2 separate regions of the Triticum aestivum genome follow, and region 1 is linked to region 2. A link is a contact called in public Hi-C data. All regions are on one chromosome and are shown on one strand. The core of a region is the stretch at or near the end of the contact, and the rest is flanking DNA. Distances in the headings are between cores, read along the strand shown. Region 1 holds the start of LOC123111743 (sulfite exporter TauE/SafE family protein 3). Region 2 holds the start of LOC123111741 (sodium/potassium/calcium exchanger 1).

The links. A called contact is a pair of places that touch in the nucleus more often than the background predicts.
Region 1: a Hi-C map of leaf shows a contact between it and region 2, with 4 times the contacts expected there. The contact joins the promoter of LOC123111743 here to the promoter of LOC123111741 in region 2. A contact is called at or near these places in 2 of 5 Hi-C or Micro-C datasets (both in leaf).

What each region holds. Positions count from the first base shown.
Region 1 is chr5B:339,023,373-339,028,165 of IWGSC CS RefSeq v2.1, reverse strand. It overlaps LOC123111743 (sulfite exporter TauE/SafE family protein 3), which reads right to left and starts at 3,524. Exons shown (of 13, transcript XM_044532593.1): 1 at 3,250-3,524; 2 at 2,881-3,132; 3 at 2,401-2,560; 4 at 1,150-1,350; 5 at 993-1,057; 6 at 856-883; 7 at 700-776; 8 at 522-608; 9 at 1-23. The coding sequence starts at 3,081.
Region 2 is chr5B:338,596,178-338,600,373 of IWGSC CS RefSeq v2.1, reverse strand. It overlaps LOC123111741 (sodium/potassium/calcium exchanger 1), which reads right to left and starts at 1,994. Exons shown (of 1, transcript XM_044532592.1): 1 at 1,079-1,994. The coding sequence starts at 1,897. The coding sequence ends at 1,382.

The DNA.
Region 1 (4,793 bases), core at 2,275-4,774, 430 kb before region 2:
GTGGAGCAAGTAGGAGCATAATTCTGCAAGTATGAGAAAAATAGCATAGCATTGAAGTATTACTGTCAAAGATAGAAAGCTATAAATTTAGTTCAAGTACAATAGTTTCTAAAAAATAAAGTGACAGCATTTGTATGTGTTTCTTTTTCAAATTAACTGAAAAGAGCAGAAGTTCCTGAAACATCTTATGAAAACTGACATAATGGATCGGCTGTACATATTGATTTGATTCCTATTTTTTCTGAATGAATTGGTCATAAAGGATGTTCGTTTACTATCACAAAGATATTGTGAGACTACATGAAAGAAACATTATCGTCCGCTTAAGACAAAAGCAAAATCAAGAAAGAGAAAATGCTTGCTAGTAAGGCCAAATAAAGCAACAAAAATAACAGAAATAACCAAACAAATGTGGGCAGAGTTATAAGACAGCTAATAGTGACTTGGTAAGAAGCTGGAGTTAGATGCGTCTCACATTTTTATGACCATTTTAATTTGTAGTTTTGCATTACAATCCTCACCTTTGTTATCTGAATAGCAAGGAATGCTAGCCACACGAACGTGAGAAGACCAAACTCCTTCCAGTAAATGTTCTTCATAAGTGATGGCTGAAATATTGGGAAATTCTAGGTTCAAATTCTTGAGAATGAGATCTCCAACAAATGCAAGGACTCATGTATATTGTCATGAGATGTTTACCGCTTCATCTGAATGGGGTTTTACATCAGCTCCGGCACCTGGTCCTGTAGAGAGCGGTGCATACTCTGGTTCCTCGCCTGAAAGGTTGAAAAATACGAGTGTTAATATTTTGATTTGGTGACAGATGAGCAACACTTCGTTTTCTAGCATTCTTACTGGTTTGCTCCAACCGTTTCTCAGCTTCCTGGAAGAAATGAAAAAGATCCATTAGCATACAAAAGGAGCAAACAAAAGAAGGGGAGATAAATAAAATCACTTTTTATAGACATGATGAGATAACTGTGGAAGATTACCCTTTTGATTATTGTCTCCTTTTTCCATGTCTCAACACCCTTCAGGAAAGCTTTAGTTGATGTGCCTACAATTTAATTTGGGGAAGCAAAGAAAGGTCATTCATGAGAACTAGATAACCAAAAAAACGAATGCAGCAGTTTAGGGGTTAATCAGCACCTAGGAAAAGGATTATCAAGAGAACTGTGACCAGCCAGTCAGGGAATATAACATTGAAAATAACACCGATGCTAATCCCGAGCATTAGCATAGGCTGGATGAGCAGTGCTAGGTCATAGTCGATCACCGGCATGTCCAAAGTCGGATGTTTCAGCTTGAGATTGTAGTACACAGTTGAGACAGCTGCACCAGTGATCATACCTGTCCAAATGAATACAAAGTATCAATTAAAATCGCTGAACAAACATTGTATTTGCAACTCAATACTTATATATTATTCTATCATATTTTTGCAAGACTCATATAGTAAGTCAGCAGCCAGAGATTTCTATGAATTGTACTATACTACTAGGAGTATAATGATGTCAACCAACAATTCTAAGTAGAGAGAGGTAATTATGTGTAAACGTAAATGAATTCCTAAACAACAGGGATGTATACTGACGATAAAGACGCAAACCAGATAATTAGTATTACAGATCAGAAAGAATATCTGAGAAATGAAGGTGCATTGTTATAAGGTTGTAGACACGGTGCTGGCACATGGTGCAGGGATAGGTCACGAGTTCCAAACCAAATAGCCGGATGTCGACCCTGACTTTGTGCTCAGTTCGGTACATGGAGACGATATTGCTGGTCGTACCGTTTAATGGAATAGAATGTATTCCATAAAACACACATTTATACCCTAATGCAGGATCATTGCCCACTGAACTTCAATATTTCAGATTTGCATGTTAATACTTTGATTATTGTATAGCCGTCACACCTTTGTACCTACTTCTTTTCATGGAAACAAGTAAACATAGACTTAGCTTATAATTGAGTAAGTGAGCCAGACAAAGGCACAAAGGCGTAATCTGATACACATGAATATATAATTAGCAACCATCACAAGGTACCTACCTAACACAAACAAAACAGAATAGCGCTAATTGCCCCTTTGGGACACTTAAATACTCTAATTCCCAACTAATTTGCCAGCCTAACTTTCCAACAGTAACAGGACAAGCAAGATCCCTCGAAAAGAGGTAAACTAATGCACACATGAATTAATCAGTACAGCACCTCATACTTAAAAAGCAAGATACCTAGAAAACAGGCAAACTAATGCACACATGAAGGAATCTTTACAGCACCGCATACTGAACAAGCTTGAGAAATGAATGCTTGGGGACAGCAAGAACTGTTGCTTTCAGAGCAGGCAGGCACAGAAGAAGAAAATCCCAAAGGAAAGAGTTGGATCCTCACACTTGGATATGGCAGTTGAAGACTTTGGATCAAACCCGATGATCAATGTCAACATCGGTACAAAGATCCCGCCACCACCAACACCTCCAACGCTCCCAAATGACGCGCCAAAGAATCCGATCAGCGACCCCAGCACCATTTTCCATCCAAACTCCATTGGCTACCACATCCAGAAAATCCACCAAATTAGCACCACACATCCGAAAAAGAAGAGGTACAGAGATATACTGAAAAAGTATCACACACAAAGATGTACGTAGTATGGAGTTTGAGCTACATAATAATTAATTTAAATCAAGAAAGTTCAGTTCCCTCATGCATGGGTCAAACTGAATTCCCACAAACCAAGCAGGTAAAAAGGTGCAGCGGTTCATCTCATGGCTAATAAAATAGCTGAAAGCAAACTACAGTAGAAGCTAGTAGAAAAGACGCGCTGGTTAAAGAAATGCTCGGAAAGCTGGGGTTTGTTTTGTGTGTTACCGGCCAAACATGCTGGTACGAGTTCCTATCGGTCTGCCACATGAAATTGGCAATCTTGTTGAGGAGGCTGATCTCCTCCGGCGCCACCACCACGGCGCGGTCGCTGGGCAGCGAGAGCCCACGGTCGGCGGCGGCGACGGCGAAGGCGGCCGCGCAAGCGACGCCTAGCACGGCAATGGCTTGCCGCATCCTCCTCCCCATTCCTCGGACCCAGCCAAGCCAAGAAAGGCAACTTCCTGCACCGCTTCCCTACTTTTTTTCCCAACAACAAAAGAAAGAAGAAGATAATCAGAGCTGGAGGGCAGACTGAGCCTGAGAAATCACAGAATTGAAACGCCTTGTTTGCGGCTTGGGATTGCGGAAACGTACGAAGGCCGCCGCGGCTCTCCTAGTCTGGATGATTCCTGATGGCTCTCTCGGGTGCACAAGACAGACGTGCGGGAAAGACAAAGACGGTCGAAGCCGTGGTCTCCGGCGGTTCGGATTGGGAAAGGAAGCGGAGGAAACTCGCCGGAGCCGGACGCAATGCGAGGGCGACGGGAGGAGCTGGGATTCGGCGGAGACCGAAGAGGGAGGGAGAAGAGACACGTGAGAAGGGGGAAGGCTACGAACGAACTCGGGCCAAATTTAGAGGGACAGCGAGGCAGTTTGCAATATACCCGCTGCGCAGCGGCGAAATTACGAAGCGGCCCGTTGACACTTTTTAGTGAGAATCACGTGTAGGAAACCTGGATCCGGGAAGTATAGTTCTGTAGATTACTTCCTTGGTCCGCAAATTACTTATCACAGAAATAAATAAAATAGATATTCAAAATTAAAATACATCTAAATACATTTATTGCGTCTAACAAGCATTTACGAACGGAGGGAGTAATTCTTTTCGGGTACGACTAGGATGGGATCACGGACGAGTAAAAAGTGCAGTTCTTTCGCAGGGTAAACAAAGGAGAACTTGGCCTGTGAAACACTAAGAAACTATATGATAGTTTTAGAAAAGAAACACTAAAAAACTTTCGTAAAGAAAAACCAATGAGAAACGATGAAATGTCAGAGGGTGCAGCTTCCATCTCGTACAGGAGTGGACAATGAAGGCGCAAGTTGGTGCTGGTTTATACTATACGTTACTATCATGTCCATGATCTAGATGAAATATATACTGGTATAGTACTACTGAGACGTGTAAAGTAAAGAAGGAGATCGCGTCCACATGACAGCTTCATTCTTCCGTCGCTCCTACCTAGACCACCTCCTTGTCCTTGGCTGAATCCATTGGAGACACCGACGCCAACATTATTACTGGACTATTTTCTACGTGGACAAGAGTGTTAAAATCCACAAAGACATACTAATGGAACAACAACAACAACAACAACAACGCCTCGTGTGGGGCGCGCATTTCCTTTGTTTTCTTTATTATTCTGTTGATTTGCTCTTCCTTTTTGGCTGGATAGTAGTTTGTCTGCCGCTTTTACTAGGAAAATCCATGTGCTTGGTTGTTGTTATTACTGTCGCCATGCATCCAAGGCTGGCTTGCGAGGAAACTTAGGTAGCCAGGGATATCGACAATCCAGCCATCGGTGAGCACAAGCTGTCCTATAACAAACTGAATAACGGAACAAGCAAAACCACAAGTAATGCACTGCTTTTTGGCATCGCCACTCTACTCTACTGCCACTGCCAGCCGTACGTAACGTAGGGAGCAGCGCTCTATCGCCGCTTGCTTGCTTGGACCCCTCGTGCGCAAGGAACAAAAGGCTTTTTCTCACGAGTGTACGTGATTTTGCTCGTATGGTCGCCATCCGCCGATTATATGTGTATGACTTTTTGCAGCTTTGCCTCTTTTCTCCTGCAACCACACGTTTGATGGATTATGGATGGGCTTAGGCCCATATAAAACAATAATATCTGGTTAA
Region 2 (4,196 bases), core at 745-3,244:
TTTGTTAAGCACCACCCCAAATATAAATGGATCGCTCATTCCCATTTAATGAGAGTTGGTAGCCAGTAATCAGGCCAAAGACTTAACTTGGAAGTTGGAACACTGAGGCACATGGAAATGCGGAGCTGATAAACCTCATAAACAGGACTAGATGGACAACTGATATATGATTATATCTCAAACATATTAACAATTGCAAATAATGGTAGTTCTGTGAATCTCTGACCCAATCAAAATTTATCTATCGATTTTTGAGAAACAGGCTATCCTTTTTGCAGTAACCCTACCAGGAAGGGTGACTGGCCAATCAAAAGCGCTAGTTGCAAAAAGAAATCTATGTCAAGCAGATTGTTAGATGACTCATGACTTAGCTGAAATCATTTATCATTACTTGAACCATTGAGTTCATCTTGTTGTAGAAAGACGATTAAGCATGGAAGCTACCTGAAGGGCTGCAAAAATATAGGCACAACAATGAAATGAAATGACTCAGTGACTATCTTCGACCATGTTATAGTTATACGATGAAAAATCATTCAAGCTATTTAACTAGTTACTCAGCTATATGTATGTACTCATACATACTTTCAATGCTTCCATTCACTTTGACACGACAATTGTCTGCTAGGCTGGGCTATCAGCACACTAACCAGTCTAAACTGCTATTTCCACACACCAAAAAAAAGTCTAACCTGCTAGTGACCTTAGCACATCCAATTATTTTACAGAAAAGCTTTCACTAAATTCCCTCACGAGAGTGGCACTGTGTACTGCAGTGGTGTTAGTTTATCAGTAATCCAACTTCAGTTCCAGTTGAAAAAGTACAAATCATGTTCATGATCAATAAAAAGTCTGCTCTGTTCTATTTATTTTTACGAGTGATGCCTTGTATTATTTTCCCACTCCATAAATTTATCGAGGAAGGTTTCTGCACCAAACATTTCTCTGTTGAAAGATTTGATGCCATGTCAGATCCAGGTGTTTCTTCTAACATTTCTCTGTTTGCAAGCCCTACTAAGACACATTATATATCAGACACAATCACATTTGCATCATTTCCCCTTACGACAACCAATAATGTCAGGTGCATTCGCAGCTTGTCACTAACTTTGAACAATCGAACGGGAAAACGACAACAATCATCAGCAGTGCACTAAATCGAATACCATTGATGCTAACTAGCTTGCCACTAGAGACTAACATACTGTCATCTGATCTTAAAATCAACCACCACATTAGTAATGATCTTAAAATTAAACACTACATCTGAGATAAATTCACTCTTGCCTTGCTCATAGGGAGATTCACTACATTACAAGTCAAACAAACAAGAAAGTACTAGGGAAATATCTTATCAGGCTAAAGGAAAAGCTCACAAAGCTCACGCGAAATCTTCCAGCAAGATGGCCTTCTCCACCGTCTCCTCCTCCTCCTCCTCCTCCTTCCGGCGCTCTCCTTCTCTGGTTCCCTTGCCGCAACGCTTCTCCTGCCCCAGCTCTTCTCCGACCACAACAACCCTATCTTCCTCGTCTCCGCGCCCGACGACTACCACCTCGTCGCTGCCTCCTCCGCCACCGCCGCCGACGACCACGACCTCGTCGGCGCCGCCCTCGCTGCCGCCCCCTGCGCCAACAAGGGCGTCGGGAATGGCCCCTCGGGTGGGTCCCGCGTCCTCCACGCAGCCTCCACGAGGCGCGAGGGGGTCATCTCCCTCGTCCTCGTCCTCGTCGTCGGAGAGGGAGAGGTGGGGGAGGCGGGAGGAGACGGCCAACGCCGCAAGGGAGAAAGCCTCGGCGATGGATTCCGGCGGGAGCGCGCAGTCCTCCAGGCCCGCATCCTCCAGCCGCGGCGGCCGGATGGGGTCACCGGCGGCGATGTGCCTGCCTTCCTCGGCCATTTTTGGTGCACAGCACGTGCGCTGGCTTGGAGGACTCCAGAAGTCGCTGCGCTGGGCTAGGCGGCTTAGCCAGTCTGAGGCTGAATGTGGGCTTAGCCTGTTGGACGCCCGCGTGCTTCCAATAATTGAGCTTTCGCTGAAGGCCGCGCAAATGGGCCGGCCCACTCAAAGGCGTCCGATGTAAAATTTCACTAAAAATAAATGCGGGCGCGTGGAGTCGAAATACACACCTCACGCTACAAAGGGATGACGGCAGCCAGTCCAGCTGACAATGTGCTTGGCTAACACGCAGACCTAACTGTTGAACATGTGTACATATACGTAGGTTTGGGTCCTGTATGTAATACCTGTAGTATCTGTCTCCCTTTGTATGTACGTATATCTTAGGAGACAAAATATCGGTCACATCCCTTGTACCTATATATATATGTGCCTAGTGCACGATCAATCAATTATCGATGCACCAAATTATTCTCTACATGGTATCTATCGCAAGTCGATCTTCCGGCTTCCGCTAACCCTAGCCGCCGCCACGGGCCGCCGCCTCCACCTCTCCTCCCTGCGCGCCCTCCCTCCACCGCGCGCCTCCCTCCCCACGCCGCGCCGCCTCTCTCCGCCGCGCCGCCTTCCTCCCGCCGCCAAATCATTCTCTACACTAACTTCTAAGAGCATTTGCAGTACATGATGTAAACTGGGAGATGTAAAAACGAGTGTTGTGTCATTTACATTATCAACAAGTGCTTTTTACATGTAAACTCCTTGGCTCCATCCGGATGCAAACAGCCCCGAGTCATCCGCCTCCAATGTGCGACACGCGTCATGTGGGCTCCCCGCACGCGTAGCATCCTCTGATCCTTATACCAAACAACACAAGTTTCCTGGTTCTCTACTGTTAGGTTAATCCAAACAAGTTTGAATTTGGCTAGAAGTGTGCTAGTTATGTCCAGTTATGACTAGTAGTGTGATCAGCGTTGCCGGTAATTAGATTAGGAAAGCAAAGTTGATTTAGGTGTCATGTACGACTACTAGTCCTAGTTCAGATAGGTATGCTAGGTTAGTTTTGGTTGTGTCCGTGTAGGACTAGGGGTCATACAGGTAAGTATAGGGTCAGGTTGTCTGGTTGGTCATGGTCTTGTGTATATATACACAGCCCTGGCCTTGCGTTTTGTAACACAGAGAAAATCAGAAAATAGAAATAAAGAGGAAAACAAAGGGCATGATACGGGCCCTAGGCTATCAGTTTTTCGTGCGTGTGTGTTCGTGTGATTTGATGTGATTGACCTGGGGGTGAATTTCCAACAATTGGTATCAGAGCAAGGTTCGAGTGAAGCTGCGCTTGCCCCAGGGTGGCGACCTGTTGGGGAACGTAGTAATTTCAAAAAAAATTCCTACGTACACGCAAAATCATGATGATTGGCATAGCAACAAGAGGGGAGAGTGTTGTCCACGTACCCTCGTAGACCGTAAGCGGAAGTGTTATGACAACGCGGTTGATGTAGTCGTACGTCTTCACGATCCGACCGATCCAAGTACCGAACGTACGGTACCTCCGAGTTCAGCACACGTTCAGCTCGATGACGATCCCCGGGCTCCGATCCAGCAAAGCTTCGGGGATGAGTTCCGTCAGCACGACGGCGTGGTCACGATGATGATGCTCTACCGACGCAGGGCTTCGCCTAAACTCCGCGACGATATGACCGAGGTGGAATATGGTGGAAGGGGGCACCGCACACGGCTAAGGAACGATCCGTAGATCAACTTGTGTGTCTATGGGGTGCCCCCTGCCCCCGTATATAAAGGAGCCAGGGGGGAGGAGGCGGCCGGCCAAGGAGGGCGCGCCAAGGGCGGAGTCCTACTCCCACCGGGAGTAGGACTCCCTTCTTTCCTAGTTGGAATAGGAGAAGGGGGGAAACAGGAGGAAGAGGGGAAGGAAAGGGGGGGGGGGGCGCCGCCCCCCTTCCCTTGTCCTATTCGGACTAGGAAGGGGAGGGGTGCGCGGCCCCCTCCTGCCTCCTTCCCTCTTCTCCCTCGAGGCCCATGTAGGCCCAATAACCCCCCCCCCCCCGGGGGGGGGGGGGTTCCGGTAACCTCCCGGTACTCCGGTAAAATGCCGATTTCACCCGGAACGATTCCGATGTCCAAATATAGGCTTCCAATATATCAATCTTTATGTCTCGACCATTTCTAGACTCCTCGTTACGTCCGTGATCACATCCGGGACTCCGAACAAACTTTGGTACATCAAAACATATAAACTCATAATAAAACTGTCATCGTAACGTTAAGCGTGCGGACCCTA